Regions from separate parts of the Mus musculus genome. Here all the other regions are linked to region 1. The links are chromatin contacts, called in public promoter capture Hi-C maps. All regions are on one chromosome and are shown on one strand. The core of a region is the stretch at or near the end of the contact, and the rest is flanking DNA. Distances in the headings are between cores, read along the strand shown. Region 1 overlaps Szt2 (SZT2 subunit of KICSTOR complex). Region 2 holds the start of Ccdc24 (coiled-coil domain containing 24). Region 3 holds the start of Ermap (erythroblast membrane-associated protein).

Region 1 (2,954 bases), core at 16-2,515:
TGGGGAACTCATATGATTAATATGGAAGACATCAGAAGAATGTCTGTGTACACTCCTGAGAATGGGCTAGCCCTAACTCAGCTAACTAGAACATATTAATTTAGGAGAGGTGGGATATGCCTGGGAGAGAGACTGCTACCAAAGCCAAATGGGACAACACCGGAAAGGAAGCCAGTGACAAGGTACCACTGCTTCTCGGTGTACTTCCTCTGGACTGAAAAGTCTTGCTTGTAGGAACTTGGTCCATGTGTCTCTTACCACCCTGCTCAACAACCTTCAAGAACAATCCTAACCTGGACTCAGAAACTAGGATAGCTCGTTCCCGGGGTTCCGGTCCTTCTTCGATGCTACTGCTGAAGGGCCCTGGACTGAGAGGCCCAGGGCTTGGGGGTGCATGAGGCAAACCCCAAGTATGGCCACATAGTGCAAGCAGAAAAGAGGTGATGTCTATTTCTTGTAGTAGCTCCTCACAGGCATCGACGGCTGTCAGCAGATCCTGGCAGGTCACGCTCTGTGCTTGTTGCAAGCTTCGGAACAGCCCTAATGGAAGCAGAATGGGTCATGAGGATCACCTCTGTAACTGTCCTTCCAGTCCCCAAGCCTATAGTTCCACCCCAGAGTCCCATCCTTCCCTGCATGGTAGTCCTGCTCACCGCGGACAAAGCACCGCTGTGCGTGCTCCTGCAGCAAGGCACAGTGCGTGGCTGCCTCCTTGCATCTGGGCTCCATCCAGGCTGAGGATGAGGAGGGGTGGTCCAGGTCCTGAGCCCTAGGAACGTGAGGAGCAACAGGCCTTGGTGGACCCCCTAAATGATGCCTTGGCCTCATCAGGCATTCAAGCTCCAGAGAGTGCACAGACTCTTAGCAACTACACTCAGGATTGGGGATGTCTGATGGCTTGCTGGGGGTACACAGCCAGGAAGCGAAGCTCCTGACTGACCTGAGTGTGCACCCAAGCCTTGGATGGGAGGAGCCAAGAGTCTAAATGAAGCATACCTACCGGAATATGAGATCCCGTGGTGCTTGTGGAGGCTGTAAGCCAACCATTTGTTCCCTCAGTGCTTCCAGGGAACAGCTATAGATGTAGACAGGACACCGGGTCCGGGGCCCGTCAGCACCCTCTGTCTGGGGAGCCTGGCGGCCACTGTTAGCTGCCAAGTCTTGGCAGGAGGGTGTGCTTGGCTCTCCTGAATCCTGGGCACTGTCTGTGAGGAAAGGTATTTACGTCTTCACATTCTTAGTGGCTTTTCAACCCCACCCTGTGCTTCAGTGACTTTGGGCAGCAGCCTTACCACTAGCAAGGGTCACACTGAGGGTGGGCACTTGGGACTCTGTAGCCTTAGTTCCTGTTGCTCCTGGGTCTTTCAGGCTCGGAGCTCCACTCCAATCCCCAAGCTTGGGTTTTGTTTCCTCTTGAAAGGAACTCTCCAGGCCGTAAGCAGTCAGATGTTGGACGTCTGCGGAGGAGAAGAGGGGCACCTGCCTATCAGGGCTCTCTGGTGGACTGGGGGAGGAGCTCAAGGGTTTGTGTCAGAGGGGTTAGTGAGGAAGGTCAGCTACTGGTACCTGAGAAGGTAGCCGGGAGAAAAGTCAGGAACACGTGCTGAGGGCCCAGAAGCCTTGCATAGCAGTGCCACTGAGGGGGCTGGGCAGAAATGGAAGACCTGAGAACTCCAGGAATCACTACACTCTGTAAGACCAACAGAGAACAAGAGCAATCCACAAGGGAACAGTCCAAGTCTCGGTCCCTTCTTCCACCAGACTAAGCATGAGAGGATGATGGCGACCTGGCACAGGTGTGTGCTGACAGAAGGATGACCACACCGTAAGTGCGCAGGGCAAGGCAGCGGTGCTGACCTGGCTAGGAAGGGTGGAGTCTCCAGAGGCCTGAGTGCTGTTGCCTGCTCGATCCTTAGCGACTGCATGGCCCCCGACTGGAGGACCTTCTGGACCTACAAGAGGGCAGAGATGGTGGAAAAGGACAGGGTCAGCAGAGGGGCAGGGCTCGGAGGTGAAAGGGCGGGAAGGATGGAAACCACCGTGGGGCAGGGGAGGGCTGAAGCGTGGCATTGGGGAAGCAGAGGGGAGCTCACCTGGGTCACGCAAGCTCCGCCGCAGGACCTCGTTCAGGAAGGCGGCCTGGTCAGCGGGGGTCAGTGGGATCTCCCGGTCACTGAGCTCCTGTCCCAGGCAGCTGTGCAGCAGGCACAGCACCATGTCGTTGGTGGGACAGGGCCCCTCGGCGAGAGGCACACCCTCTGGCTCTGCCCGACACACACTCTGTCTCAGCAATGAGTCTGCTGCCGCCCAGTGCCCCCGGCTCCACCCTGACTAGCAAAGCCCTTCCTTCAGCCTTGGCCTCCACCCACCCTCTCACTCTCGCTCACTGTGCTCGCTGGCCTTTCTGTCTTCTGAGATGCCCAGGTTTGCTTGCCCCTTAGGGGAGGGTGAGCAGCTTCCAAGTATACCCACCTCTGGAAAGCAGGAGGAAAAACATCTGCAGCTGCTGGCACTGCGGCAACAACCCTAGTAGGTCAAAGTGGAACGGGATCTCATGGACACAGGTGTCTCCTCGCTGGTCCAGCCCTAGGAGGAAAGAATAGGACACAGCGACACCGGATTACCTACCTGCGGCTGCTTTCTCCCATCGTACTACCCTGCTACACACACCCTCGCCACTGACCATCTGAGAGCCGTGGCTCTGGGGGCAGAGGACCCCACTCCTTGCTCTGGCACAGCTGTATCAGGTACTCAAAGGTCAGCAGGGAGCCTATGCAGGCAGCGTCCCGTGGGTGGAGCTAGGGAAGGAACATCACATGACAGGAGTCGTTCTATCCTAGCTCCCACTGCTGGTCTCAAAGGACAGCCCCTAAGCAAGGGATAATCTGATAGGAGGCAGGGGGCTGCTCTGGGGTAACTCACAGCTTGAGGAATCTCAGAGTAGGTCAAATCCT
Region 2 (2,789 bases), core at 151-2,650, 520 kb before region 1:
TGTCTGACAACTTGGTCAATATTAGACACATTCAGTTGGTCCTTGATGACAGTGAGGTCCCTGGGACAGGTGCTGACAGGTGAGGTTACCATCACCCTCTCTGTGTTGTTCATTCCAGCCCTTCAGGGAACAAATGCCACTTCTAGAGCCTTTTGTTTTTCTCAGGCAGGCCACCTAACAGTGCAAACAATAGCCCCAGAGCCCTGGCTTGCACCTGGTAGTTCTGCCACCTTCACTGTGTGACCTCAGGGAAATTGTCCTTTTGAGTGTTCATTCTGTCACCTGAAAAGCTGGGGACAATGCTCAGCTTATAGGATTGTGGGAGGATTTGAATAAGAAACTGGCACAGTATACTTGTGCACATGAGGACATTAATCCCTCTCTGTCCCCAGCTGAGCATGTCATTTGTCACCTCCTCCCAGCTCTTCCTGTACCTCCAGCCCAAGCCTTTGGTCTCATCTGCTAGGCCTGAAAATAACTGTTCACTGGACATGGCCTCCTGTTCTCCCTCCAGCCCCTGCCTACAAAACTCTCCATTTTATCTGCTTGGAAAACTACTCCCTTCCGCCAGGCTGGGCAGGTGTCCCCTTAAGGACTTCAGCCTTTATGTGCCGAGCCCTATCACAAGTGGCTATAACAGTGTCCAGCCCCAGTTGGGCAGAGTCTTCTGTTTTTACCTGGGCTCATCAGCTCTCATCGGGAGTTCCTGTTGTGTTGAGTCACACCTGGTATCCTCTAAGGCAAAGCGAAGGACCCTGGGACTATACTGGGCCCACATCTGGGTCTGGTCCCTGAAAGCATGTGCATGAAGGGACCTGAGGACCTCCTTTCAGGAAACACCAGGAAAGGTCACCCTGGCTCTTTATCAGGGGCAGCCCATCTGGTGTCCCGGCAAGGAGGCCATGGCTGAGAATCCCACCTGCCCTCACTGATAGCCTTAAGGCGGAGGCCTTGGAGTAACTGTCGGAGTTCTTGGCGAATGAGGTCCCTCAAGAGGGGGGGTGGTGCCAGTAGGGAGGGAGGGTCAGAGTTGGAAACTTGAGAAGACTGGATCTCTTGGAGCAGCGCCTTTAGCATCGCCACCTGTAAGGAGAGCTGGGGTACCTTGCCACTGGGGCAGAGGGGACGGGTTTAATGTGTGTTGGTTGAGGGTTGCCAAGGGATGGGAGGAGCTAAACAGAGAGCAAGGGCAGGCAGTGAGAACAAGGTGTTGGGGGGGGGGGGGGCGGTATCACCAAATAGGGTTAGGGACCTGGTGGTGGTAGGAAATCACTAGAGTTGTGATCACTAGGAATGTGGCCCACCCCCACCCACCGGACTCCCACCTCCTCTCGCAACTCCAGACTCAGGTCCACTGCTGCCTCCCCCAGAATCCTCTTCACTTCAGGCCGCTCCGGGAGTGGAACATGCTCCTCCACCAGCTCCCACAGTGCTGGGGAGTCCCCGGGCATGGCCTGCATGGGTCGCGGCCTCCTGATCAGATCTACAGGCCCGGAGGTCAGAGTGCTAGATTTCCTGGGAGACCGATGGTTGCTCTGGACCAGAGCCACGCCCACCAAGCCCTTCCGGCTGACATCGATACCCCGCCCCTTTCTGCCAAAGTCCCCACACCAGAATTGTGCTGTCTTTTGGTGGCCTACTATGAGCAGACCCTTCAGGGTGTGGGGTCCTTGCCTCTTCTGGGGGAAGCCTGGCTGTGGGAATCGGCCCTTAGCCCCTCCCCTCCTAAGAGTCGGTCACCTGGGAAACCATCCGTGCCCTGGGATCAGCCCTCGAAAGAGGCCCTGCCCCTGCCCGCAGTGGCTAAGCACCCTGTGCTTATCCCAGGGCACCTTTCTGCCTCTGAGGGAGAAGAGCTGAGAAATCTGGCCCCACTGGTCCGCTATTTCCTTATCCCTACTAGTTTGAAAGCAGTGTCAAGATAAAACTTTCTCCCTGTAACAGTGGAAGTGGCAGGGCTAGGAAATTTATTAAGTTACTAGAAGACCCTAGCCAGGTCACCTCCCACAACACAAACTAGCTTCGGGAATCCAGATCCCGTTCACAGACAGACAAGGGGGCTGCTCCGTTAACGTTTTTTACTAAAGCACCCACACAAGTTTCTGTGCAACATATAAACAGAGCAGGCCCTGGGGCTCCTGCCTCCTCTCTAAGGGAGGGAGGCCAGATCCATTGACTGATCCAGGCCCCACCTGTCCCTCATGCAAAGGTCAACCCCATGGTCCCAGGAAACAACACAGCACCCCTTCTGGTCCCCTCCTGGGGGTGCTCCTCAGTAGGTGGCTCACCAAAGCTTGCCCCCTACAATGTTGAATGAAAAAGGTTTCCCCTCCCCTGGAAGCATGAGGGGTCTCCAGATCTGAGGAATTCCCCCCTGGAAGAGACACTGCCCCCTAGTCAAACCTCCCACCTTTTCAGGCCCTAGGGGACTCGAGGGGAGTGGGGAAATTGAGGCACAGAGAGGTGGAGTGACCTAGCCCAGGCCACTCCGCGAGGCAGTGCAGGGGCTGGCCCAACCCTAAAAGTGAGGAGGTTTGGGCTGGGAAAAGTAGGACAGGAAGAGGGGTTGACCCCAGAGAGGGCCATAAGTGGGGCTTGCCCAAACGCCCCTCAAAGTGAATGCTGGAACTTCTAGGTGCAGCTGTCTATTAGACTCAGAAAACAGCTCACAGTCACAGTCTTGGGGACAACCCTTAGAGCAGCTGTCAGCCAGGCTGGAGGTCAGGCCTCTGGCAGGCAGCCTTCCATACTAGAAAAGCATGGAGGGCCTTGGTCCGTTAGTGTCAGCC
Region 3 (3,107 bases), core at 543-3,042, 800 kb after region 1:
CTAGCAAAGTTGTGTGATATCTTTGCCGCCATGGCAATAATCTGTCGGGGCAGGGCTTCTTCACAGGCAGGTGGACAGATTCAGGAGGAGAGTATGCATCGAGCACTGGCTGTAGATGCCTGGAGAAATGTGCTTGATAAATGTGTACTAAACTCAACGGAGATATCATAGCTCAGAGGTGCAAAGCACGGTGTGTTCTAGCGGTGGGAGACCCCAGAGAGTTCCCTAGTGAAGCTCTGCCCACCCACTTGCTATTGCCTGAACTGCAGGCAGTTAGGAGGAAGCGTGGTCTGTCCTGCCACACTGAGGAGGAAGTTGAAAATGCAAGCAGTCCAAGAGGAGATCACCTCCAAATTCTCTCCACCCGTTCCCACCCTGCCCATCACTTCAGTTATCAGAAAACAACCCGGGGGTGCTGGGGCGATGGTTCAGCTTGTAAGACTACTGCCTGCTCTTGCAGAGGACCTGGGTCAGTTCCAGCACCCACATAGCAGCTCACCAGTATCTGTAGCTTCCAGTTCCAGGGGATCCAATGCCCTCTTCTGACCTTCACAGGCACTAAGCACGCATTCACTCAAGCAGACAAACTTGTCCCCATAAAGTAAAAACAAATAAATCTTTTTTAAAAGCATAAACCCGTCATGTTGCTTTGATACCTGACATCTTCCGTGAGTGTGGCATTACACACATTTTCCACGCCACCACATGTTTCTTTAGCCGCTTCAGCATTCCAACACAGACCTGTGAGAATTTTTAGAAATAATTCCGTATGGTTGATCATCAGTACAGACGACAGTGGTTGGTGGCTAGAATTAGGAGTCTTAGTCCTAAGGGTTGTAGCAGAGTCTCCAACTAAATGAGACTGTAAATTAAAGCAAACTGCTTAACTCTTAGGCTTTGAGTTTCCTAATTTTAAAATAGGAATGTTTTCACCATCAAATTGTCCTAAGGGATGAATCAATCAATCAATCAATCAATCAATCAGTCAACATAAAAGTTCTCGCTTTCCCACAGCCTTGCCTTAAGTGAAATATATCAAGTTAAATAAAGTTTTAATCAATTTTATAATAAAATAATATTTTTAAGCTGTTTCTTTGACTTATTGTCTCTTAATAGCTTGAATAGATCTTTATATAGTAGCCATTTTTCCCCATGACACAAGTTGAAAGTATGTTCCTTCAGTCAGAATCAGTCACATTTTAAGTTTGAACTAGTTTGATTTTTAAAGCTTACAAATAAAAAAAAAGATTCCAACAGACATTCTCTTGCCAATCTTGAGCAACTTATGAAGACCCTACACATGTATAAATGATCAGCCTGATATGGCCCAGCCCGGGACCCAGCAGATGGTGGGGCCGAACTGCACATCTGCTGTATTATTAATGACTACCGTGACAATAAGTAAGAGTCTTAGACAGAACCGGCACAGCACGCTGGTAACTTGGATTCGAGGCTCCTAAGTGACAGCTAACCATTGTCCCATGTTGTCCTTTAAGATGATCTTTGTAAAAAGAAAGATTATTTCCCTACTGAACTTGAGGATCCTGAGAAATTTAAAGAACTAAACAGACTAAGGGAAGAAAAGAGACCGAAGAGAACTGACCTTTGAGGTGGAGATTGTGTCCTTTAGCGGCAGAGCTGGGGCCTCCTACCTGGGAACACTGGGCTCCCCACAGGCAGGGTGGTCTGACATCGGGCAAGAGTGCCAGGAAGATCTCAAGAGATGGGTCTGCAAAAAGTTCATATTCTAGTCTGATGCCAGAGTCTCAAAGCCAAGGGTTCTCTCTGTCTACCCCACAGAGGGCCTCTGACTGTCCCTATAAACAAACAAGCAACGCCCTGTCTGCCCACCCCTGATAAAGCGAGCGTTCAGAAAGGAGGCTCCCCAAAAGCAAGGGACCCGTCTACTGCCTCGGCAAAGAAGGACCTTTACCCCAACTCTCTTTTCCCCCAGTGCTTGGTGACAACCATGACTCCTAAAATTTGATTCCATTGTTCCTTTTTAAAAATGAAGGCTTGCTCTCTTGTACTTCCCAATAAGCATAAATTAGAAGCTTTATAGATGGAACTGAAGACCATTATGTTGGGGGAAATAGGGCAGACTCAGGAAGATTAGTTTTCTCCCATATGTGGGATTTATGTTTAGGGGTTTGTGGGGTGTGTGTGTGTGTGTGTGTGTGTGTGTGTGTGTGTGTGTAAGCACGTGTAGGTTATGAAAGTCAAAAGGAGACCATGGGAGAGGAGAAAGAAACCATAAAAGGCCAGGGGAGAGTAAAGTAATACGGGCAATTTGAAAGCACAGGGAGGAGCATTGGGGAGGAGGGAGAGCAGTAAGAAGGGGTTGGGAGTGTGTGAGAAGACACTGGGTGGGGGAATGAATAAGAACAAAGTGTAATGATGTGTACATATGCAACTGCCACCAAGAAACCCATCCCTTTGTACACTAACTTTTAAATTTTGACTTAAAAATTAGAAGGTTGGTTTCAAGATACCCACCAACCGGCCACGGCTTTTATCTCCAGCTACACCTTGATATATGCTTCCAGACAAGCCAACTTGCTTCCCGCCCCTCCTCTCACGTCACACCCTCCCCAACTGACTAGCCTTCTTCATATCGATTGTACTCACAGCAACACCAAATATGCACGTGGACTTTTATAAAAATGCACTGGTCACTCAGAAGTCCCCGGGGTTTCTTTTTTCAGTCATCACTGGGTTTCGAATCTAGCAGATTCCAGTGGTGGCCTGAACTGTGTCCCCTGTTGATGGCTGAGCTGTCACTTTCAGTGTAGCTGAGACTTGTCAGCAAGCTGTAGAGCTCCAGAAGCTTTTTTGCTTACTGTCTGAGATTCTATGCAAAGGCTCGTGGCCTGTGGTCATCCCTAAAGTTCACTGTAGGTAAGGCATCACGGGAGGAGCCCTGAGCCAGCTTTACTACATAACTCCTCCAAGATTTCCCACTTGTTCCCCGGACTAAAGAAACCCTTTTCTTCTCCTAGATCTTCTTCTGTAAATCCTTGCACTAAAGGACTTGTCTTACACTTTGCTTTGGGAATGGAGGTGGGTTGCGCTAGTTCATTCACCTGGCTCTGTGTTCATCTCCAACA

The links. Promoter capture Hi-C pulls out the DNA fragments that hold promoters and counts their contacts.
Region 2: a contact with region 1 is called in a promoter capture Hi-C map of pre-B cells, with 2.7 times the contacts expected there. The contact joins the promoter of Ccdc24 here to the enhancer-like site in region 1. A contact is called at or near these places in 17 of 39 promoter capture datasets (the 3T3-L1 cell line, the C10 cell line, the HPC-7 cell line and 10 more), 1 of 484 Hi-C or Micro-C datasets (embryonic fibroblasts), 2 of 115 datasets of contacts at active chromatin or transcription factors (embryonic stem cells and stem cell-derived neural progenitor cells) and 2 of 9 other capture datasets (adipose tissue and embryonic stem cells).
Region 3: a promoter capture Hi-C map of the 3T3-L1 cell line shows a contact between it and region 1, with 4 times the contacts expected there. The contact joins the promoter of Ermap here to the enhancer-like site in region 1. A contact is called at or near these places in 7 of 39 promoter capture datasets (the 3T3-L1 cell line, the C10 cell line, embryonic stem cells and 2 more).

What each region holds. Positions count from the first base shown.
Region 1 is chr4:118,386,451-118,389,404 of GRCm38.p6, forward strand. Szt2 (SZT2 subunit of KICSTOR complex) reads right to left here. Exons shown (of 72, transcript NM_198170.4): 19 at 2,923-2,954; 20 at 2,684-2,798; 21 at 2,473-2,586; 22 at 2,094-2,264; 23 at 1,858-1,952; 24 at 1,567-1,690; 25 at 1,293-1,457; 26 at 1,001-1,205; 27 at 654-769; 28 at 294-540. Among named protein-coding and RNA genes, the nearest start is that of Szt2, 21 kb to the right of the region's middle. Within about 2 kb of position 1,266, at least 3 of the 459 cell types and tissues checked have an H3K27ac peak or open chromatin away from gene starts, as enhancers often do.
Region 2 is chr4:117,871,070-117,873,858 of GRCm38.p6, forward strand. It overlaps Ccdc24 (coiled-coil domain containing 24), which reads right to left and starts at 1,401. Exons shown (of 8, transcript NM_001034876.1): 1 at 1,326-1,401; 2 at 920-1,111; 3 at 678-791; 4 at 1-120. The coding sequence starts at 1,077. It overlaps B4galt2 (UDP-Gal:betaGlcNAc beta 1,4- galactosyltransferase, polypeptide 2), which reads right to left. Exons shown (of 8, transcript NM_017377.5): 8 at 1,931-2,789. The coding sequence ends at 2,784.
Region 3 is chr4:119,188,203-119,191,309 of GRCm38.p6, forward strand. It overlaps Ermap (erythroblast membrane-associated protein), which reads right to left and starts at 1,793. Exons shown (of 13, transcript NM_013848.3): 1 at 1,604-1,793; 2 at 657-741.